Regions from separate parts of the Mus musculus genome. Here region 2 is linked to region 1. A link is a contact called in public Hi-C data. All regions are on one chromosome and are shown on one strand. The core of a region is the stretch at or near the end of the contact, and the rest is flanking DNA. Distances in the headings are between cores, read along the strand shown.

Region 1 (2,700 bases), core at 110-2,609:
TTCAGGGACCATGTAAATCAGCATGGCCTTTGACCTCTAAACCTGCACCTCTTACATGGGCTAAGAGTCCAGGGTCACCTTCTCCCTCCCTCCGGCAAGAAACTGTAACCTTTCACAAATTCCCAGACAAGAGCTGAGAGCCTTTCACAGAACAGAGTTTAAAGTAAAGAAGTGACGCTCATTCAAGATGGGGAAATAGGTTTGTCCCAGGGGAAGTCCAGATGAAGATCTTGGAACGCCACTTCTTTATCTTCCCATGGGGGGGGGGGGCACGGGGGGGGATGGGGGGGGGAAGAGTGCCTGGGGCGGGGAGGGGAAGCAGATGCAAACTTCCTTTCTCAAAAGAGTGAAAATTTACCCAGTTTTCAAATTCTATCAAATGATCCTGAACCCTGTGCTCAAATCCATCCCTTCTCCATCCCTCCTTAGAGCAGCATATAACCACTATCATGTCTTCCTATCTATGATGCTCAGCTGGGAAAGGTGAATATTTTCCCTGTATAAAGTTCTCCTTAAACACCGCTTGGTCACTATCATCATCAGCTGCGGATACTTTCTGGAATGTATTCTCAGGTTGTTGTTTTTTTTTTTTCTACACAAAGGCCTTTCAGACACTCAAACATAATGAAGTACTTATACATATAAGAGTTTATCTAAATGAAATACCTAGCCATATTCCAGACAGTCACATACACAGATGGTCAGTGGATGACTGAGCTAGTAAGGCACTATTACTAACCTGTGCATTCCTCAGTGGGAGAGTGATGCCCTTTAATAACCCAGCACAATGGAATATAGCAATTAAAAAAAAACTGGCTAAGTAATTCATAGGAAAGCACCTGTAATAATTTATTTTTAAAAAAAGATAGAATATTGTACTTTCACCTCTTATGACAACCCCAACCTAAACTTTAACATAGCCTAGGTCACTGTATCTAAGAACTGTTTGGGACATTTTCTTCCAAAAATCCTTTAGGTTCTCTGGGCAGATAGAATGAAAATCTTAAGCTCCAGCATCCTAGACCTCGACAGAGGAAGGGACCTCCGGAGATGCTTCAAGTGGAAAGACCCAGTCATTGCTAGCAAACAGTCAAGTCGCGCTAGGACCAATTAATTCATCTCTTCTGACCCAGCTACCTACCCACAAGATCCATAAACACACAAAACTGCGGATTCTGAGTTCTTAACTTTCCCAGGAAACCGGTTCCCTTCTCCGTCCTAAAAAGGTCTAGGGATTCTGGCTCTTTAAAGTGCCCTGCAAGCGGATTCCGCGAGAAGATGCTCCCTTACCTGCAGGCGAGGAGACTGGCCCGCGACGTGCAAGTGCAGCCTGGCATGAGGCTTGGGGACCACGATTTCCTGGTCTTATCTCGAGTTCAGAGCCCCGCCCACTCCGCGGAAGCCTTGTCCAACCTCCGCTGTCTGTGAAACCGAAGCCACCCAGTCCCTTTGAGCATGAGTTTATCTCATAGTATTTCCTGCGGATGACTTTAGAGTCAGCTTTGGGATATTCACAGTTTAAGAAAAAACGAAACTAGGCTTCGGTGCGGTGACACACGCCTTAATTCCAGTACTCAGGAGCCAGTGGCAGGTGAGTCTCTGGTCTATAGAGAGAGCTCCAAGACAACCGGGCTGCTACTGAGAGGCTGTCGATAAAAACAAAAACAAACAAACACTATTTAAAAACGAAACTAAAAGTGAAAGTGAAACCTGCATTAGCTTTCTTGTAAATCAGGTTCCCTCAAAGAAACAGTCCAGAGTAAACAACTCAGCTCTATTTTGGGTGGGAGTGGAACCTGAGGTCGGGGGTGGGGGTGGGGGGGAGCGTGTGCTTGGAGATCCACATAGGTTGCCTTCCTCTACAGCTCCCACCTTGATTTTTGAAAGAGGGTCTCTCTTACCTAACCTCGGGCTCGCAGCTGGCCAAACTAGCCGGCCAGCGTGGTCCAGGGATCCCCATCCGCGCCCCTGCTGCCAGGGCTAGGGTCTCAGAAATGGGCCATCACTGCATTTATTATGGGTAATGAGGACCCGAATTTCAAATCTTCAGGCTTGAGCAGTGAGCGCTTTAGAAGCAAAATATCTGAAGTCATAAGATCTCTGACTTAAATTTTATCTTCAGAATCCAGACACTTCAAATTACCATCCGATTCCCCATCTCTTTCAAGCCCTTTCTGGATACGTGGATACGTGACAGTCTTGACATGACTTTACATATAGAGTTATACAACCTATAGAGTTAATATCAAGCAAATGACTCAGTTTTAATTCTAGAAAGTAGGTGTGTCTGTATAATAGGAAATATATTTTTAAATCGTGGATTTGGTGACTTCCTCAAAGTTCCTCGACATAATGAAACCAGTTGTCTTGCCGTTCAAGAACTTCCCATCTCGAACCGTGCCCTTTGTGAACGCTGTGGATCACGGCCAGTCTCGGGATCCAGGTGGGGGAAGTCTATTCTAAATGATGTTGAGAAAGACTTTCTGCGAACTGGAAGTGTGGACTTTTTCCAAGACAAAACCTTGGGAACTCCACAGAGCACTGTCATCTTTAAACATTTCACTGTTGGACTTCAAGGGCCTTCTTCATTCTCTGCTTTCCCCCACTTACTTACTAAAACTACTATTCCAAAGTAGTGCACTGGGTGAATACTGGGGTGTCCGCTGGCTTAGTTGTAATGAGATTTTCACATTCTCAAAG
Region 2 (2,700 bases), core at 188-2,687, 64 kb before region 1:
TTTTCCTGCTGGCTGATGTTCACATTGCAATTCACTTTTGGATCATCTTTGGTTATAAGACAGGGTCTTGTTACATAGTTCTGTATAGTCTTGGACTCAAACCTTTCCTGTTTCAGCCTCCTGCGTGCTGGGGTGGCCAGGGTGTGGCCATACTCAGCTTGCCAGTCTCTTTTAATTCAAACTTCCATTATCCTTCAAACCTTAGAAATGAATAAGATTGCTTGCTTTGGCATTTTTCAAGTATCCAAAATATTAATCTCACTTCTGGAGGAGCAGGGAGGGAAAGGGGAGCGTGGTGAGAAGACTCCTAGCCTGCCTGCATTCACTTCTCCCTGAGGCATACTTCACAAGAGACCACACGAATCAGCAACTGTGGGTTACCACCCAGCATACCAGACAGTGATTTTCACAAATGAGCTTTACCAAAAATGACTGGACAGTTTATTACCTCCATTCTCTGCTTTGACTACAACTAGAACATTAATGCACATTTTACACAGATCTGTAGTGTGGAGGAGATGCACACATGCCCAGCATTTGTTTGTGTAACATGGGGCCCAGGAGAAAGGCTCTAAGGTATATGCTTCTATGCAAAACAATGTAAATCATGCGTGTCCTTGCTGGATCAGGCTGAAAAGACCCTCGGATCATACTAGTAAAAAAAAAAAGGATGTAGCTCAGGAATTCCTGTATGATTCCATTCTGTAGAGTCCTTTGCATGCTGAAATAACAAGTTCTTATGTACTTAGTGTTTAGATCCATTCTTAGGAGAACTGTGATGATTAAGTCTTAATTCGATGGGATTTTGAAACACCTAGGAGTCTTAACTGAGCAGGGAAGATCCGCCTGGGAGTGACAGCATCTCATGGACTGGGGTCCTGGGTTAAGTAAAACCGAGAAAGTTAGCTGAGCGTCAGCATCCCTTTCTTCCTGCTTCCTGATGTGACAGCTGCCTCACATCTGCTACCGCGCCTTCCCAACCACTGTGGACTCCTGTGTCCTCTCCAATGGTGAAACAAAATGAACCCTTCTCCCTAAGGTCGCTTCTGCCAGGCTGTTACTTAGGTACCAGCCAGGGAGAAAAGTGACTAAATCAGAAATCATCTCTAAACCCTTCACTCACTTGTAACTAAAAGATACTTTGTTTCAAATCCACTCTGCGGCTCCCTAGGGGGCGGGAAGCATAATCATCCCTCATCAAAGATATACTAAGCTATTTTCTGAGCATTTAGCTTAGGAATTTACTACTACTAAAGTCTGTTTCCCCTTTTAAATTTCAGATGCCCAAACGGAAAACAAGGAGAGAGGTGGTGAAGGGGAAAGAGGAGTGTGCAAGGAAGATAACTGGCTGGGTAGATTTGGAGATGTGTTAACAGCTAAGCTGTTTACCGCTCTATCTTTTTTTTCTCATGAGAGAGGAGAGAGAGCCCATAACTTCCTCTGGAACTCCCCTGTCATTACCGCAGAACTTCCCTCATCCCCTGCCCCAACCTTTTATAAACACATGGCTTCTCTTTTTTTTTCAACCCCACTCCACCCCCACCCCTTGCAGAATAAATGCCTTGAGCTTTAGAAATACATTTTACCTTTCAGATAGGTGACTTTTGGGGGCTTGGGGGTAGTATTTACAAGAGGAAAGAACAATGACCTGACAAACCGTGCATCGGAATACTTCACAATGACTGAGACTTGTTACTTAGACTAACTTCACCTCAGGTATAGCTTCCAAGACATGCAAAGCTTTGGGCTTGATTTCTCACAAAATGGGTAGTTTAGGAGATGCAACATACGTTTGAAATTCTATAACTTTCAGCTTTTTTGTGAATCACAGAGGAAATGAAACCACTTGTAATGGATTCTGTACACAATTCTTTCTCAGGGCTGGCTGTCAGCGGGTTAGACTAACCAAGCAGAAGGCCTCAGCCAGTCTGACACAGGAGCCTTCTGGGACACTGCCTCTGCCCACTCATGGTTGCTTTAACAAAATACCTGTGTGCTGTGTACTGAAGTTCAAGATTCTGGTGGTGGGGGCTCCAAGAAGCTTGGCGCCAGCACACAGCCCTGCCTGTGTGAAGAAGCAGAAAGGGATGGCCATACTCTTGGGGTAGTTTCCCGTTATAACTACCCACTCTTCAAAGACAGATGGGACTCTTTTTATCAGTGTGGACGTTTGGGATTTAATTAACTTCTGTTAGACCCTACCTCTTAAAGCTTACACCACTGCCCTGGAGGTATAAGGGAACAGGAACCTTTGAGGAACATATATCTAGACCATAGACCATAGCAAAGACTTTTTTTTTTCTTAGAAAAAAATATTAATGCCCAAACCCTAATTCGCATTCTTTAGATGAAGTTATTATTGGGGTAAGCAGACATTCGTCTTGCCGTTTCCCTGGAGCTTCTAACTTGCAGACAGTATTGAATAAGTCTAACTAGGCAGATCAAACATCTGCAGTTGCAAACACCGACGACCACCTTGCCACCTGAAACGTTGCTTTCAGCGTCACCTGAGCACTAATTAGAAACACAGTCTCTCAGGCTTGCCCCAAACCTAAAACCCAGGATCTGTGAGGCAGACTTAGGACACTGTGTAACTGGGGAAAGAGTGATAGTTAACCTTTATTAAACACACTGGTCCCAACACCCAGGGACTCTTCTATCCTCTGATTGGTCCTCTGTCATCCCTCCTTAGTAGGTGAT

What was found. Hi-C and Micro-C count contacts between places; a contact is called where the count stands out from the background.
Region 2: a Hi-C map of centroblasts shows a contact between it and region 1, with 1.6 times the contacts expected there. A contact is called at or near these places in 8 of 39 promoter capture datasets (3T3-L1-derived adipocytes, the C10 cell line, the HPC-7 cell line and 4 more), 19 of 484 Hi-C or Micro-C datasets (B cells, CD4 T cells, the G1E-ER4 cell line and 12 more), 15 of 130 datasets of targeted methods (CD8 T cells, the G1E-ER4 cell line, the HPC-7 cell line and 8 more) and 3 of 9 other capture datasets (adipose tissue, liver and pancreatic islet).

The regions. Positions count from the first base shown.
Region 1 is chr19:29,366,097-29,368,796 of GRCm38.p6, reverse strand. Cd274 (CD274 antigen) reads right to left here and starts at 1,359. Exons shown (of 7, transcript NM_021893.3): 1 at 1,291-1,359. It also overlaps a transcript of Plgrkt not described here.
Region 2 is chr19:29,429,903-29,432,602 of GRCm38.p6, reverse strand. All of the region lies in intron 2 of Pdcd1lg2 (programmed cell death 1 ligand 2), which reads right to left. Among named protein-coding and RNA genes, the nearest start is that of Pdcd1lg2, 20 kb to the right of the region's middle.